Regions from separate parts of the Mus musculus genome. Here region 2 is linked to region 1. The links are chromatin contacts, called in public HiChIP or PLAC-seq maps. All regions are on one chromosome and are shown on one strand. Each heading gives the region's core, a stretch centred on a gene start, on an enhancer-like site or on the middle of the called end of the contact. The rest is flanking DNA. Distances are from core to core; before and after follow the strand shown.

Evidence for each region. HiChIP or PLAC-seq counts read pairs in DNA pulled down with a chosen protein or histone mark.
Region 2: an H3K27ac HiChIP or PLAC-seq map of hepatocytes shows a contact between it and region 1, with 4 times the contacts expected there. The contact joins two enhancer-like sites. A contact is called at or near these places in 2 of 484 Hi-C or Micro-C datasets (both in liver) and 1 of 115 datasets of contacts at active chromatin or transcription factors (hepatocytes).

What each region holds. Positions count from the first base shown.
Region 1 is chr10:106,934,615-106,939,929 of GRCm38.p6, forward strand. Acss3 (acyl-CoA synthetase short-chain family member 3) reads right to left here. Exons shown (of 16, transcript NM_001142804.2): 14 at 2,790-2,889; 15 at 2,530-2,705; 16 at 1-1,618. The coding sequence ends at 1,550. Among named protein-coding and RNA genes, the nearest start is that of Acss3, 190 kb to the right of the region's middle. Within about 2 kb of position 2,582, at least 3 of the 459 cell types and tissues checked have an H3K27ac peak or open chromatin away from gene starts, as enhancers often do. A contact at or near this core is called in hepatocytes, where this site is marked.
Region 2 is chr10:107,313,502-107,318,816 of GRCm38.p6, forward strand. All of the region lies in intron 1 of Lin7a (lin-7 homolog A (C. elegans)), which reads left to right. Among named protein-coding and RNA genes, the nearest start is that of Lin7a, 44 kb to the left of the region's middle. Within about 2 kb of position 2,805, at least 7 of the 459 cell types and tissues checked have an H3K27ac peak or open chromatin away from gene starts, as enhancers often do. A contact at or near this core is called in hepatocytes, where this site is marked.

The DNA.
Region 1 (5,315 bases), core at 1,332-3,831:
TCTGTGAGGACATCATGCTCTTCATAATATTTCCAAAAAGCTGAAGAATTGAGAAACTCTTCCAAGACCTCTCAGAGGTTCAATAAATACAGTATACTTTTTTTTTAATTAAGTGTACGTTCTAAAAAATAACACATGTAGAGCTCTAAGCTAGTTAATCAACTACTACTTCTTACTCTAGCAAATGGATATATTTCTTTAAACTTAATAAAGCCTTATCTCCAATTTTTGAAAAGACTCCATCATTTTATAGAAGAAATGTATGTTAGACCATAATTTTAGAATATTTAATATCTTTTCAAATTCAAATTAAAACTTGCAATACAAGTAAATGTTTGGGGTTCTCTTGAAAACAAGAGGCTCTTGCAGTAAGGTAAAGCCTCTCTCCTGAGCCATATTTCTTTGGGATCTGATAGGGATGGCCCTTGCTGGAATATATGATTTCTAGTATTTAAGGCTATATATTGTTCTTAAATCACTTGTTGGATTATGCACCACAAGAACCACTATAAACTCATTGAGCACCAGTGGTACAGCTCAGTAGAAGAGTGCTTATCTAACATGCACAGAACTCTGGGTTCAACCCTTATGAGAGGAAAAAGTGCTAATTTGGAAGTAAACCCAGCAACTATGAGTAAGAGGCAGGAGGACCAGGATTTCTGAGGCCAACTTAGGAAACACATCCTTGTCAGAGAGAGAGAGACAGAGACAGAGACAGAGATAGAGACAGAGACAGACAGAGAGTCAGAGAGACAGAGAAGAAAGAAGGCTCATTGATATTAGCATGGCCATGAAAATGTATTGACATTTAGCAGATGGTGAAAATGTTTCAATTTCTTATAGCATCCTTCTCGTCGTGCCTTTCCAATTGGAGGACATCCCTTGATTCTATCGAAAAAAGAAAGCATCCAGACACATAGAGTCAATCATGACAGGGGATTCCAGAAGTCTTCATCTCTTCAAAATATTTGGTGAATGCATTGGAAATTCTCTACCAGATACATGCCTCTCCTTACCCAGTAACTAGTAACATAGAAGGGGTGCTCCACCCTGGGGTCCTGTGTTGCTAAGCAACCTACTCTGTTTTGATAATTACCTAAAAGCATAGTGGTCATCTATAAAATAATAGACAACATTTGAGTCTCCACAATAACCTTTTAAATTATATTCCAACTTTGATTTCAGTTTAGATTTTGATCAAAGTGTGGTTGATTCCTATCTCCAGAAAGTACATTTATAGTTCAGATATTTTTTGATTAAAATGTGTTTGTAAAGCACATGAATTTGTAAAACTGTACACCAAAGACACGTTCCTCAATACACTAGATAGCATATAATGATCCATGTTACAGAAAAGAGGTAATTGTGCAAACTGGCTCACATGAAACAATATATATAGTCTCTTTCAGGGGCTACTAGACTGACAAAACACTACAGCTCACATCTGAGTTGATAAGGGATTTTGTTTCAAGTATTCATTTATAGAAAATAAATGACTTAAATCCAGCTAGAAAGTTAAGACCAAGTGGTTGAACGTAGGAAGCAAAAATCACACAGCCTGCTTCAGCACTTCTTCAATGTGACCAAAAATGCTGGGGTCCTCAATCGTAGGGGTCACCTGGAAATAAATAGGCAGTGTCAGATGCGCGTCCTCCCGTGAACTTTGCTGTGACTTTGTACAACAAACAGTGACATGCGTTGTTTCACCATTCATTTTTGTTGATTTTTATTTGTTTTGATTTTTTTTCTTGAGATAGGGTCTCATGGAGTACAGGTTGGCTTCAAATGTCTTGGGTATGAAAACTCAGCCTTGGGTTCCTTATCTGCCTTGCTTTACCTCCTAAATACTGGGACTATAGGTGCAAAGAATTTATACCCCCAGTTATTTCATAAAACACCTGTAAAATAGGGAACTTCAAGCCAAATACTTAAATACTGATCTTTTAGGATAATGAAGGAAAGAATTTATTTAGCAAAATTGCTCGTATTTCTACATATTTCTCCAGCATTTTATTTATTCTGAAAATTGCTTAGAAAGTTATTATTATTATATAAATTTTTGATGAAATTATAGATCTCTACGCCAATAACATGCCTTGACATTGACATATATATGTGCTTGAATCAGTCTAAAGTTTCCAAAAATGATTTCCCTCAAAATAGTAAAAATAATTAGAAGTGATAGGTTAGAACATTTTAGACTTCTCAAACACTTCACTTTCTCATCGTGGATGGTCATTAGTGACTGAAATCAAGTAATGTGTGCATTTAGTTCAAAGGAATGAATTTCTGCAAGTCTGTTTGAAGTTTATAAAACTGCTGAAAGCAATGTTCACACAACAGTTCCTATGATTAAAGCACGTGGTTTTAACCAATGCTTCTTTCTCAAGCTCTCCTCATAGAGAATGAAGATGGCTTGGTGTAGATAAAATTCATGTTGAAAACTTTAATCCAATAGAGCTTTCCTGGTGCCAAAGACATTGTGAAAATTATTGCAGGACTCAGCATTAAAGATTCTAAATCATTTACCTTATAAGGCTTGCCATTAACCAGGGCAGACAGTGTAGACCGTGGAATTTTGCCAGACCTGGTTTTGGGTAACTGTTTGACGAAAACCGCATTTCGAAAAGCAGCCACAGGGCCAATGCTCTGCCTAACATGTTTCACAATCTCTTCCAAAACTTGTTCTTCTGATGCATTTACGTCTAGGGAGAAAGTTGAGCCGTTAAGTACCAAATTAATGCCACTCGTTTAGGGCCAAACAGTAACAGATGACAAACATGCCTCACCTTTCTTCAACACGCAGAGTGCTAAGGGGACGTGACCTTTCAAGGGGTCTTCCTTGCCAACCACAGCGCAGTCAGCCACAGTGCCGTGTGAGAGGACTGACTGTAATGAGAAAAGACCTGCCGTTAGATGACATATACACTTATAATCTTAACACGTAAGAAAAAGAATGACGAAATTCAGAGCTGCTGTCCAGAAATTCCCAACCGGTTCATGTCACAGCATCTGAGGTGAACAGTTCAGATTCCCACGATTGTTCCTAAGAGCTGAAGGAGACAAAGACAATTTGCTTAGCTTACCCAGAAAAGTAGTAACTTGTTGCTGCTTCTTAATTGCTTATTAACGAAATCAAAGAACGTGCCGTGCTGTGGGTACCGCACGCAAACAATGCACACGGGCCATCTCGAATGGGAAACCTTGAGTGTATTTGACTTCATTTCAGGGACGCCTACCTAATAAGGATGTCCCAAGATGAGGGAGTAGATTGATTTTTGAGGAATAAACAGTATTCTCCTCAGTGGGTTGTCCTTCCACCTAGAGAGGATTTTCTAGCACTTACGGGAGGTTTGTCATGAAGAGTAGTCCTGTTATCAGATTATCACCACTATAGGAAGTAATTCCTCCCTCCCTCCCTTCCTTCCTTCCTTCCTTCCTTCCTTCCTTTCATTTTGATACAAGGTTTTACTATGTTACCTTGGCTGTCAGGCATCTTATTCTGTTTATCATGCTGGCCCTCAACTCTGAGATCTGCCTGCTTCTGCCTCTTGAGTGCTGGGATTAAAGGTATGCACCACAACATATAGTGGTCCCCTAAGCTCTCTAGGCTATACAGAACAATACAGCCATCTCTCTAGGAACACAGATTGATCTACCACAGGACATAAATGCCTGTAGTTTAAGGGTATGCTAAGGTGGGACTTATAAAACTGTACCTGTTTTACTTTTATGTCCTCCTCTGAGATTGATTCATATTTCAGGTTTCTCACCAGTCTAACAAGAAAGAGCAGCCAATAATCTGAATACAAAGCTCCTTCCCTAGAGATTTTTCTATCTTCTATTCATGCATTTGACTAATATCGGATGCTTTCTAAACCACAGTGTTAATACAGCAAGCTCAAGGAAGAGCAGAAATACATAGAGTATCATTTAATGGAGCTTAGTCCACCAGGGAAGATGTTTGCTTGATTTTTATGAACGTGTATATTGAAAAGGGATACAGCTTCTAAGGAAATGTGTTATCTAGGCCCAAGAATATGGACCTCATCCCTTAGCAGATGATGATAAGAATATATGGATAGACATTTACCACATAAGGAGGAGGAGAAAATCTCAGCGAAACTATGCAACATGCATTCAGATGAAGAAGTGGGTGAGGCTGGAGAACACAGAAAGACATTGGTGACGACAGTAGATGAGAAGCAGCTACCTATTAAATGGGAGCTCTTTAGGGATCTTAACTCAACCTTTATTTTAGCAAAACTGGGAAAGAATGCAGCAACTTCAGGAAGAGGCAGCATAAGGTCAGAGTGAAATTTTAAAGCACATTTTGTACAGCAGCCATAAAATTATAATAAACTAAGCCGAAAGTAGAAACTTCCCATATAGATTGTGCCCTCACATATGCACAACATCCCTGACTCACCAGTACCAAAGTGGCATATTTGTTATAAAAGGTACTTAGGAAAAAACACCAGAGAGACAGCCAGTCCCTTCAGATGCTTTCAAGACACCCAAGTAAAAGAGTTAGTTGTATACAGGGATCCAAGAAGATTCACGATCTAAATATCACATTTACTTCTGATCCATGCAAAGATGACAACGGAAGTTATAGACATAGATCAGATTATTTAGGAAGAAAGTAGCAAGAAGAAAGTTTGAAGGACATAAGAAACCCCAATATCTAATGGAGATACACACAAAGGGAGAGAGAGAGAGAGAGAGAGAGAGACAGAGAGAGAGAGAGAGAGAGAGAGAGAGAGAGAGAGAGAGAGAGAGACAGAGAGAGAGACAGAGAGAGAGAGTTGGCAAAGTAGAATAAAAAGCCAGAAAGACAGAATAAAACAAAACACAACAGAATGAGGAGTGTGCCACCTTTAAGATCCACGTGATTTTTGTTACTGTTGCTGTTTTACTGGTTTTATTTTTATGAAGTCATAGTGAAACTGCAGTTTCTTTTTTCAAAACACTCAGAATACTCAAGATAAACAAAATCATTTGGTACAGATCCAATGTGTGACCTCACATGGTCCTGTTTGGATATACAAGTCATGAGTGCATCCCTTCTCTAAACTCCTGGGTTGTAAGAATTTCCATGCTCACAACTGAAAATAATGCATGCTAAATTAGTGCTTTAAGAAAGGAATTCATTCTCTGTCTGGAGACATTCCAAACTGCTTCACAATTTTTTTTTTTTAGAATCTTACTTTTAAAATCCATATATTGAAAATATAGACATAACTTAGTGCCTGATTTTCTTAGGTAGTTACTATAGTTGCTTGCCAGTCTTGACAACAGAATATTTACCCAGA
Region 2 (5,315 bases), core at 1,555-4,054, 380 kb after region 1:
TGGTAACTCCGGCTTGTGTCAACTTGACACACAAAACAAGCCAGTATGGCTTCTGTCAATAAAGAAGTGTAATCTGAAACCGTAGTAAAGCCTTTGCTCCCCTGTGTTAGCTTAGGTCACTATTCTATCCCAGCCACCAAGAGCAAGTAGGATGCTGACCTTTTAGTATGTATGCTTTGCTCCTGCCACTTCAGGACCTTTACTCATGTTTTTTGTTTGTTTGCTTGTTTGTTTTGTTTTTGGGGTTTGTTTGTTTGTTTGTTTTTGGCATTCTCCTTTAACTGCTGTCACTGTCTCCTCCTCACCCTAAACAAGATTTTCCTAAAGAAACGTTCCATGCCTACTGGGTTCAAAGGGACTACTATGTAACATGCAACTGTTTTCTGTATGACTTCAACTCTGCATATTAGAACCATGCCACCAAGTTCACATTCTTCTTCTCTATGCAGCTTGCATTTGAAGGTAAACCTCAGATAAACAAACCGTAAAGCATACTCTTGTCTCATTATCAAGAATCACAAGGTCAGACAGCTAGAAGTACAACATCTGGGTAAAGACATCAAGAGCTAGAGCCTGTCCTGCTTCTAAATCCCTGGGACCCCAGAAGCCATATTTAATATGACGTAATGCTTGTTTCCATTCTCTGCACATTAACGAATTTAGCTGTGTGAAGGAAGAAAAGAACATAGATCAAACTTCTGAAAGTGTACATATGCTGTATGTCCATCTTGAAGGCCTCTTTGGACGTTGTACTTATAACAACTTGCTCAAAATTAAGATAGATGTTGGAGGCCGAGAGATCTTCTCATGGTCTGCATTCTGGAGTGGACAGTAGCAAGGATAAGAAACTTTGGAGTAAATACTTCATATTATCTGCCATAGTACTTAATATATTTTTGCTGCCTGCCCTAGTACAAAATACCTTTACATGGTCAAGTTCCGACTTCAGATGAATTGTGGACCAAATTCTACATGCCAATCACGTTAGTCAAAAGTCATCATTGAAGACTGAAAAGATGACTCCATGATTATTTCAGATCACTGGAAGCTTGTTCCACTTGAGGTCCACCATTTCTTAAACTAGCTATTTTTTGAAACTGCAATTTTATTTACAGCACTCCTTTATTTTTTAATGAAGTGTTATCAATTTTTCCTATTACTATTTTCAGTACTCTCTAGGTAGAGTCTTGACCATTTCTCTACAATCCAGCATGATTATGAACAAATGCATCCTGAGACAATCTTATGCATGTCTGATCCAGCTCAGGATGCTGTGTGTTGTTATATTTAAATGATAATTTGTATGAAACTTGCTTTTTTTTTCTTTCATCAATCTATTTTAAGTATCAGGTTAGAGGGATAAATAAATAAGTACATAGGCAACTAACTACTACTGTCTTTTGTTTTTAAGACTGCCTTTCCCATCTATTGGTTGTGTAGCTTGGGGCCAGACAGTTCATATATCTAAGCCTTATTTTGTTTTTGCAATGCCTGTATGATAGAAATAACAGTAATCTCTCTGTATGCATGTGAAGGTTTTTCTAAGCACTGTTGGCTCTCAATGAATGATAGCCATTAACTCACACTGATTCAGAAAAATATCTCCACCCATCATAGCTCACAAGTCTGTAAATGCTCAAATCTTTTATAGAAAAAGAGCATAAGTATATCTTCATACGTATGTTCTATCATCTCAAAATTATTCATTATACCTAAATTATTGCATAAATAAAATGTCATGTAAATCACTGTTATATTCTACCCTATCATGGAATAATGACAAAAAGATCTGCACATATTTGGAACAGACTCATTCATCAATCCTAATTCTATTTTGGACCTAATTTTAGTTACAGATGTGGAGTAGAACCTCAAGATACAAACATCTGTCTGTGTATGCTTTGTTAAGCAACATTTCAAATGTTGCCTGGATTCTAGAACACTATTGCTTCATTCAAATTTCAACTCTTCCTTATCAGCTCTTTTCCTAGAGAACAAACTTTTTTATCTGGATCTGAGTTTCCTCTTTTATACAATGAATATAATTGTAATTAAAATGGCAAGGACACACTGAAAATCCATGCCAATGAGTCTCAACATAACTTTACATTATTATTGCTGGAATACTTTCAGGATTCTGATGCTTATGATGTCCAGGTCAAACACAAGCTCAATTTAATCAGAAATATATGTGAGTAGGATCTAGGCATCTTTGACTTTTTTTTTCTTCAGTACTCTCAGGTAATTTCAGTGGGCTGCCTAGGCTAATAACCATTCTATTCTGTCATTTGAAAGCTCCCCAGATGATCCTGTTGATCAATAACTCCCTCCTGAGAGAGGTACACTGGTAAATGCATAAGGGTTAATCTTTATTGAAAGAGGAAAAATTAAGAGCTCGGCGTCTGACCAAGAAAGCCTGCAGGACACAAAGCTGTTGTGAAAGTACAGATCGTAGAAGAAGAAAAGCTGATGAAAGTAAAGTCGTAGTGGAAAGGGGAATTAAAGGCTCCGGGTTCAACATCACTCAGTCCCAGATCCCACTAAATCCTCCATTTGTGAGTGAGTTATTTAAACCCTGCATAATCATAATGAGAACATTTGTAACACAAGAGATATTTACCCCATGTACAATCGTGTGTGAAGATAAAGTAAGTTCAAACTTAGTAAGACATTCACATGCAATGGCCTTAAATTGTAGTTTTAGTGTCTCCTCACCATCTTTGTGCTGAGTGAGTTGCAATCAGTTAAATGTTAATCAGTAAAAGCCTTGGCAGGTGATTAGGTAAGCAGTGACCTATGCCCAGTATGGATCCATGCTATTAATGAGAGAGTAGGCTAAGTATTTTTTAAGCATGAGTTCTGACTGGTGTGTGCCTGCTTGCCTTTCTCCCATGTTACTATGCACAAGTTGTTCCTTGCTGTCAGTACAATGCCCATGGATCCACCATCCGTTTGATCTGAAATAGATGTATTTACTTTATAAGTGACCCAGTCTGTGAGTTTGTGTTATAGACACAGAGAACAGACTGACACAAACTGGTATCCAGATGATGAGCGATAGCAAAAACCAGAAAGGCTCAGAAACAACCAGAAAGCAGAGAGGCTCAGAGAGATTGGCAGAGGTTAGCAACAGGCTGTCGCTGTGAATAGAGTAGAGTACTAAGGATGATTCTAATTAGAGATAAGAAGTAGAAAAGAATAGAAAAAGTTTATAATGTCTTAGAATTATTTACTGAAGCCATGGTAAGAATGTTGACAGAAATATAGTCAGTAAAGTACATGAGGTTTCTGACCAAAATGAGTAATAAGACACTGGAGATTCAAGGAAAGGGTCACTCTTGCTATATAGTAGCAAAGAAGTTGGTAGAATTATGCCCATGTCTTAAGGCTTTATGAAATAGAGAACATCCCTGTGATGGACTGAAATATCAAGCCCCGGAAAGATATCTAAGCAGCAAGCACTTGGGCAGCTACATGGCAACATTTAACTGTATACACTGTGAGATAGCAGATGAGTTACTTAAAGATAGAAAATAGAATTAAAGGAAATTGAAAATCAGATAAAGATTTGAACCATTTGAATTTTGTATGGGTAAAAGAAAAAAATCTCATTTGGAAAAGAATACAAATGGAATAACCATGCAACTATTTGCTGAAATGATTAATATGCAGAGAAAGTGACCAAGACAATGAGAGAGAGTCAGGGAGATCATGAATCTGCAGACATCAGATTCTTATTTGTATACACCTATGTCCATCTTGGAAGATCCAAAATTAAATTAATTTTCCAGTTTTAAGACTTGCTGTGATTTTTGTTATCGCATTTCAGCCTTATTTGTACTTTGTCCTAATTATAAAACTTGTTTCCAAATTATCTGTTTCGCCTATTTCTATTTATGTTTTTAGAGTGCTAGAGTCTGTCTCATGTTGGTCTTATCGCTGTATTTTGAGAGTAGATTAAATTTTGATTTCATAGTCTCCCAGATAAGGGAAATTGTTTCAGCTTGAGTTGTGAATTGCATGTGACTTACATCTGATTTAGATGAAAGTTTGAACTTTAAACGTCAGGGTTGTTGCTGGAATAAATGCAGGCATTTGGAAATCCTGGAGATGGGAGGGATGCATTGTGTATATCAGAAGAATCTAAGTGGGAGGGAGGCACAGGAGCATGCTGTGGTTTGAATAGCTCTGTCAAATCAATGGTGACATTTAATTGCCATTGTAGCAATACCAACCAGGACATTTTGAGAGGGATGAGTCACCGGAGCTATACCTTTGTGGATGGGTTAATTATCAGTGTATTCCATTATTGTAGATGCCGTTTGGTTCCCTTGAGAGTGGCTCTGTTCTAGGAGATAGCTCTGTTTTCTGTACTTCCCACATGATAGCTTCTGTGGTATCGTGACTCAGTAAGAAATCCCTCACCAGGTTGCAAACCTTCAATCTTGACCTCCTCAGCCTCAAAACCCTCTATGAGAAATAAACTGTTCTTTCTAAATTAGCCAGTCTGTAGCATTCTCTAGAGCATCTGAAAATGGACTAAGATTCCCAAATCACAGATGAACAATCAGAGGTTGCCATTGGTTTTAAGAGGAGGGTAACTACAACTGAAGTTATAAAGGTGGGTGGGTATACACATATGGTTCCCAAGGGTTCTCTTTTTCATGGTGGGGTGGCAGTGGTCAGAGTCAGTAACTAAGATGAACTTTCAGAAAGAAAAGCCATTTGGGGATCTTGTTTCCCTGTGGCTGCTTAGCAGGCTTCCATCCCTATCTAGTGTCCATCCTAAACTAAGACACCCATAGAATGGAGCTTTTATGTTAGCAACCAGTTTGGGTTTCATAAAATAAATGCAGGGAAATTCTGAACAAGAACCACAAGATTGTTCTAGTAAGTAAGCCGCAAGCTTCACTGTAGTACTTGTAACTATTGAGCTGTCTCAAAAGTTTGTCTACCTTCCAGGATCCTGGTCTTGGGCTTTTTGTTTTGTGTGTGTTTGTGTGTTTGTGTGTGTGTGTGTGTGTGTGTGTGTGTGTGTGTGTGTGTGTTGTACAGAAGCAGAGTTCTGTGTACAGGTCCAGGTCTCACGTCCAGTTCTCAGTCACTTCCCTTTTGTTTCCAGCACTGGCCAGGATTGTGGTGGAGGGCCCATTGTTTTCCTCCTGTTGGCTTTCAGGGTCCATTTATCTTTCATCACCTTCTGGGTTTCCCTGGCTTCATGTTAATGGACTTAAATGGACCAATATCAGCAAGAAGGCTCAGGACCCAAGTGCCATTTCTGCCTAAACCCTCTTGGCCTGCCCAGATAGATATAG